Regions from separate parts of the Macaca mulatta genome. Here region 2 is linked to region 1. A link is a contact called in public Hi-C data. All regions are on one chromosome and are shown on one strand. Each heading gives the region's core, a stretch centred on a gene start, on an enhancer-like site or on the middle of the called end of the contact. The rest is flanking DNA. Distances are from core to core; before and after follow the strand shown.

The links. Hi-C and Micro-C count contacts between places; a contact is called where the count stands out from the background.
Region 2: a Hi-C map of fetal cortical plate shows a contact between it and region 1, with 2.9 times the contacts expected there. The contact joins two enhancer-like sites. A contact is called at or near these places in 4 of 14 Hi-C or Micro-C datasets (fetal cortex germinal zone, fetal cortical plate, fibroblasts and 1 more).

The regions. Positions count from the first base shown.
Region 1 is chr6:67,529,331-67,532,846 of T2T-MMU8v2.0, reverse strand. All of the region lies in intron 4 of PDE4D (phosphodiesterase 4D), which reads left to right. Among named protein-coding and RNA genes, the nearest start is that of MIR582, 17 kb to the left of the region's middle. Within about 2 kb of position 2,171, at least 9 of the 40 cell types and tissues checked have an H3K27ac peak or open chromatin away from gene starts, as enhancers often do. A contact at or near this core is called in fetal cortical plate, where this site is marked.
Region 2 is chr6:67,638,931-67,642,696 of T2T-MMU8v2.0, reverse strand. All of the region lies in intron 4 of PDE4D (phosphodiesterase 4D), which reads left to right. Among named protein-coding and RNA genes, the nearest start is that of MIR582, 92 kb to the right of the region's middle. Within about 2 kb of position 2,121, at least 4 of the 40 cell types and tissues checked have an H3K27ac peak or open chromatin away from gene starts, as enhancers often do. A contact at or near this core is called in fetal cortical plate, where this site is marked.

The DNA of each region.
Region 1 (3,516 bases), core at 922-3,421:
GGGTGCTCCTGTGTTGGACACATACATATTTAGGATAGTTAGCTCTTCTTGTTGAATTGATCCCTTTACCATTATGTAATGGCCTTCTTTGTCTCTTTTGATCTTTGTTGGTTTAAAGTCTAAACCAGAGACTAATATTGCAACCCCTGCTTTTTTGTTTGTTTGTTTGTTTTCTATTTGCTTGGTAGATCTTTCTTGATCCCTTTATTTTGAGCCTATTTGTGTCTCTGCACGTGAGATGGGTCTCCTGAATACAGCACACTCATGGGTCTTGACTCTACCCAATTTGCCAGTCTGTGTCTTTTAATTGGAACATTTAGCCCATTTATATTTAAAGTTAATATTGTTATGTGTCAATTTGATCCTGTCATTATGATGTTAGCTGGTTATTTTGCTCGTTAGTTGATGCAGTTTCTTCCTAGCATTGATGGTCTTTACAATTTGGCATGTTTTTGCAGTGGCTCATACCAGTTGTCCCTTTCCATGTTTAGTGCTTCCTTCCATGTTTAGTGCTTTCCATGTTTAGTGCTCTTGTAAGGCAGGCCAAGTGGTGACAAAATCTCTCAGCATTTGTTTGCCTGTAAAGGATTTTATTTCTCCTTCACTTATAAAGCTTAGTTTGGCTGGATAGGAAATTCTGGATTGAAAATTCTTTTCTTTAAGAATGTTGAATATTGGCCCCCACTCTCTTCTGGCTCGGAGAGTTTCTGCTGAGAGATCTGCTGTTAGTCTCATGGGCTTCCCTTTGTGGGTAACCTGACCTTTCTCTCTAGCTGCCCTTAACATTTTTTCCTTCATTTCAACTTTGATGAATCTGACAATTATATATCTTGGAGTTGCTCTTCTTGAGGAGTATCTTTGTGGCGTTCTACTGGAGGGTAGTTTTCTTTTAGGGTGTTATAATTATTTTAAAAATTGATTCATTGGATATGTTATTAATGTCAAAACATGAGATAACTTGATGATTATCTCTTTATGAATTTAAGGTGCTGGGTATTTCTCTTGTTTTTCAATTTACAGCATTCTTTCAGATATGCAGTCTCCTGTTTCTATTTCTCTCTTAGCTACTTCTTTCTTTAATGTTTTGTTGCTATTCAGAATCTCTACCAAAAAGAGTAACCAAAAAGCTGAAGAAAATTTAACTATTAAATGGTGTTAATTGCTTCTTCAATTACAGAAGGATTTTATGTGTTGAGTAACATGCCATTTGAAGATTTGACAACTCCATCCTCTCCTTGGTAACTCCTCGGGTCATTTGGTCTAGATCGATCGATCATCTTTCTCACTTAAGAGCATTCAGTTCTTACCTTCAAATAATCAGCATATAGTGGTACATAGTCATCTGTAGGAAGAAAGAAATAAGCTGTATGGTAGAGTGCTCTCTGGGTAAATATTTGTTGTGTTGAGATATAACCCGTGTATATTTATTAAATATCAATGACATTTCTTTGCTTATTCTTTCATTCACTCAACAGATATTATTGAACAGCTGCTGTGTACTAAGCATTGTTCATATTTCCAGGTTCTAACATTGTGATCATTTCTATTTTTAGAATGTATTATTTAACAAAGTACTACTAATTATATACATATGTATACACACATATATATACACACTAATGATTAGTGTATATATATGTGTGTGTGTGTGTGTCTTTCCCAATGGGTTTTGACAGTGTAGCATAAAGATTGTGAAAGTGGGCTCTAGAATCTGAGAGCCTATGAAAACTTCAGCTCCAACACTTTCTAGTTGTGTGAGTGACTTTAGGCAAGTTAATGAACTTCCCTAAGCTCATTTACTTCATCTTTACAATAGGGATAATAATAGTACTTACCTCATGTCCACTATCTAAATAGTAAATGGGAGAATACACACAGCATATTGCACTGGACTTGGCAGGGAAGTAAGCCCTCAATAGATGTTAAATCTGCTGTTGTTATTAAATCATAGTTCTTGCTTACTTGATTGTTATAATCTTTTTCAGTATTTATTGAGCAAATACCTATGAAGTGTACTCAGAGTAAACTTGGACAGTGAGAGACACCACCATCTGGACTGTTGTGTCATAAACAAAAGCCTTAAAACTGGGTCTTGGCAATGGTGAGGGGAACAGATGCTCTAAATGCCTTCTAGAATGTGTTTTTCACTATGTGTCTAAGCTGCGATGAATGTCACTAATGTCATCTCTCTTTCTATTTTAGGTAAGTACGTCACCATTTTTGAAACTCTATGCAGATGGGTAAGTCTTGCTGTTGGAACTTTTCCTGTTGATTTGCATACTTGGAGGATCTGGATCAGACAATGTGCTTATCGTGGTCAGACAAATGCCTTTATTTTATTCAAGCAGAGATCTGGAAAGATAACAGAATTTCCCACACATGCTTTCTATCTCTGTTTCAAATCTTTGGCAGAAAAAAAAATCTGTTATTTTTAATTGGATAAAATGTTAAGTTTAAATAATTGAAGATTGAATTTCTTACTCTGTCAATAGAAGGCAGAGTAGTTGAAAGACTTGAGAAAAGAAAAATAATTGTTTACTTCCCATTAGAAATCATAAAATCCTCTGAAGTAAACATACAAATCTTTGTTTTCCTGCCTTCAAACAGGAAAAATTTTTTCAGTGCCTAACAGATATTCCATGATTAGATTATTTTAATGAAAAATAGTTTTTTATCAAATAGAAAAAGTGACAAATGGCCCTGCAAGACCACGTGTGCATAATATTGTAGAAGGAATTCCTGTTATGACTAAGAGTTGATGTAGTTAATTTAGTATGTCTAAAGTTGGCTGTAGTCTATCACCACAGAAGACTGAACTGGAAGAAATGATCTTAAATCACAAAGGATTTAGTAAAGACCTAAGTGAGCTGTGAAAGATGATTAAACTATGAAATAATTCACAAAAGGAAGTTATAAATTCCTTGCCACTTGTGAACTCTGAAAACTACATAGACAGTTATGTTCATATTAGGAAATAAAGATTTATCCTGCCTTGGCACAATGTATTGAATTGGCATGTTGTTCTCAATAACAAAGTCTCAATTCGCTGCATCAGCTTTAATTCCCTAATTACTCCATACATACTCTATACTCTGTGTGTCAGTCTGAGTCTTCCAAGAAGCCCATGCCAAAATGGGATTAGAAATGCAAGAATTTTAGGAAATGCCCTTGTAGAAGAATATAAGGAGGGAGTCAGTTAAGACTAAGGGAAATGTCAAAGCATGATCCAAGTTTGACTCTGAGAAAATAAGGGAGAGAGAATTGGTGAGAGCATCCTAAATTGGGCTAGCCAAAGGCATATGGGAGTCCTCAAGCCAAAATCAGCCATCAGAGGAATCCTATGTTTCCCAGGAATGTGTCTGCCACAATATGCCCTCTGTGCTCAGTCAGTATCAAGAAGCAGGGCATGGGAGGTAAGGCCTTAGCTCAGATGCTGCAGTGAATTTCAGAGGCATCAGTTGGGGCCCTTCACTGATTATAGTTCCTATAGTTGGAGGTCTGCAGCACATCCTTATG
Region 2 (3,766 bases), core at 872-3,371, 110 kb before region 1:
ATTCAGTGACTCCTATAATCTAGAAATTTCTCCCAAGACACCAAACCTTCCTCCCTGATCTTTTGACTAAAAGCCTGGTCCCCAACTGCATTCATTTCCTAGGGCTGCTGTAAGGAAGTATCACAACCTAGGTGGCTCACAGCAGCCGAAATGCATTGTCTCCCAGTTCTGGAGGCCAGAAATCCAAAAGCGACGTGTTGTCAAGGTTGTTTCCCCTGAGAACCGTGAGGGAAGGATTTGTTCCAGGCCTCTCTCCTTGAATAGCCATTTTCTCTCTTTGTTTCTCCATAGTGTTTTCCTCCTGCGTATGTGTGTGTCTGCATTTCCCCATTTTATAAGAATACCCCTCGCCTTGGATGAGGCCCACTCTAATGACCTTATTTTAACTCGATTACCTCTCTAAAGACCCTATTTCCAAGCAAAGTCCCTTTCTGAGGTACTGGGGTTGGAACTTCAGCCTATTTTTGCAGGGACACAATTCAACCCACAGCACCAGCTCTGATCCGGGGTAGTGCATGGAGGTGGAGGCCTACTACTGTGCCAGGGACCCCAGCCGACAGTGTGGCCCGAGGCAAGTTTCCCTTCTGCCTAATAGGGGATTGGATTGACTGATTTCTACCATCATAACATAGAATTCTATTTGTATAGAATGGCTGTAATTTATTTAATAGATTTTTTCACTGAAGTAATTTCCTAAAAGGTTTTGGAAAGTTGGCTTCATCTTTCTATTTTCATGCATTTGCCACAGAGGTTACGTGTCCGCCAGGTCTTCTTTCAGCGTGACCCACTGCGGAACCCACAGACCCAGCCTCCTCCCACTTTCCTTTTCCCTCTGAGATCTCTTTATTCTTCCTGTTCTGTGTCCACAAAGAGGAACCAACTGCCCCCTAAGTCTATCCTCACATATAGAGCCTCTTACGTGACAGGTGTCTAGAGAAACTCAAAACGGTTAGACTTAGAAGGAGCTGACTATCGAACGGTGAACGCTTAATCAGTATTCATGAATGAGGAAGGTTGGCCATTGACTTTACCCTCTGTGACTTCACTGGCTCTTTCACAGCAACCATTCTTGAGAAAATACGTGGCCAAGCCTTAAACATTAGCTGATCTGGTTTGCAGAGCCCCTGCTAGGATTCGAGTCCTGGTATTGCAGATGAGGAAACAGGGTCTTACAGATGCACAGAAGCTCCTCTGAGTGCACACAGGGAGTACTGGGGTACAGGCCAAGGCTGAACTCACGCAGCCCCTCTCCAGGATCCACCCTGAGTGATGAGCCATGTCCCAGGCTGGAGAAAAGCAGTGCGGCCCACTGTCTGGGCCTATCCACAAGCTCTTTCATTCATTCTTGGATTTTTCCATGTGAAAAATAGTGTTATATGAAGGATCACAGATGGCATCTTTAACATTTTTTTGCACAATTCATCATTAATTCACTAGTTTTTAAACTGTTGTCATGAAGAGTTGTTTTGAATGCCTTAATGAACAATGTTTTGTTTGTTTTAGTATGTTTTCACTTGAGATTTTTACTGTAAAACATGCTATTTTGAAGACAAAATTTTTAAAAATAGAGAAGGGCAAGAAGAATGGTGAACAATGCAGGAGGTGACAATTGGTCTAATTACAGTGAACATTTATAGGTCAGTGGAACATAAGCCCTGAGGGAAGTCTCTGAAAGTGGCCCTGCAAGCAGGGGGGAGGGAGGGAGGGAGGCAGCCCTCGCAGGCTGCCGGGAAGCACCAGGGATGTCGTGCCTCACTGTGCCAGCCTCACAGATGGCATCTCAGCGACATGGCTGTTCTTTTGTCTTTTCTTCATGAGCATCTTAGAAAAACGCATTTATGCACATTTCTACCTACAAAGTTTTGCCTCAGTGTGACTCATCCTCTTTCTGTCTCAGATAGGATTACTCTTCAAAGGAAAGAAAAAAAAACAGTTCTGAATATAAAGATGAGGCCAACTGCAGGGCTCATTGAATTAACTCAGAGATACCTAGAGTTGTCTGTGTGTGTGTGTGTGTGCGCGCGCGTGCGCACGCTTCTGTATGTGTGTCTTTGTGTATCTGTCCATGTCTGTGTCTACGTCTGTATGTGCATCTGTGTGTGCGCATGTGCCTGTGCATGTGTGTCTGTGCATGTTTGTGTATACACGAGTGCAATGTCCCATATTGGCAAATACCACATGGTAATGTCCTGCACACCATATGAGCTGTATATATGAGCTGTATTTTCATGACGGTCCACTGGGATAGGGATTAAATCAGATGATCACTATTTATACCTAAGTAGTAACACTTAAAAAATGCAATTGCTCTCTGTCACCACAGCCTAATCTGTGAGCCCCTAAGGGAAAAAAATTCCTTACATTAAAAAAGCCATTTCATATATAGATAAATGCTGAATAGGCAGGTATTGATCAGAAGGTACAATCCCCATCCACATGAAATGAACAAGTAAAGCAGATAATTGTTTGACTAGAGCTTTCTTTTGCATTAAATATACCTGGAAAACATTTCTAAAGACGATTCTTTTCTTTTTGGTTGAACCATTATGAATGAATCGCCATCCTTTAATAGGCTAGATGTTCATGTTCAACTTTTGGCAACTGAGCTAAACCAATATGATTATGAACACATTTGGATTGTTTTGGTTGGACATTGGTAACTGCCAGTGAAGTGGGAGGTGAGAGGAGTTAACTACTTCCTTATAATGTCACCACCTAATTAGAATAAAAGCATCTTAAATTCTGATTTACATAAGGATATTTATTAACTAAACAATTATTCAGCAGGCTTGAAATAAACAAATCATATGACTAGTTCTCTCTCTAGGTGCTTGGCCACCATTTGCAAGCTTCCCTTAAGGCAGAAAATCCAAAATTCCGGAGTCAATATTTCATCATCACTATAGACAGAAGTTTGCAGTATTCACAGCTGGATGCTGGACATCTCCCAAGGCGTGGTTCCTGAGTCATTCTGACTCTGAGTGTGTTGCTTCCATGGAAATCATGCACCTCCACAGAACTCACTCAGGCTCCTTGGGGACTCCCAAGTCTGCAATCAGATTGCTTGTCTTACTCCGATTACCTGCCTATCGGACATTCCATTTGACTGTCTTGCCGCTTGAACTCAGTGGGTATAAGCCAACTCCTCTTCCCTGAAAAGCAGCATCCTCCTGACTTCCCCACTTCTGTGAATGTCATGATCGTTCTTTCTGCCACCTAAGCTTGAAGCCTACCGTCATTTTGGAACACAGTCACCTTCAACTCCAATTCCAATTCCAATCAGTCACTGTTTTCTCAAATCTCCCTTCATACCAGTTCCTGTCCTTCTATCTCTTCTACCCTAAGCCAGAGCCATATCTCTGCATATCACGGGCCTTTTTGTTCTGTTTCTTTCCCATTCAATTAGTTTACATGATGCCAAACCAATCTCCTTAAAACCACCTGGATTAGATCACTCCTCCGTTTGAAGATTTTCAAAGAGGCCTTATTTTGTAGTGGAAAATGTCCAAACTACTTAGCATATTCACTTATTCTCAGCATGCTTTTACCACCTTGCGTTCTTCTTCTTCACAGCACAAACCTCTATGCCAGCTGGATTTTCTATCCATAATCCCCCAAATACATCACATGCATTGATGCATTGGCCACCCTTGTTAGTGCTTTTTCCATGTGGTGTTCTTGCTTTCCTCCTTCACCCCATGCTCACTTCCTCAAAACACACACACACACACACACACACACACACACACACACACACACAGCTTCT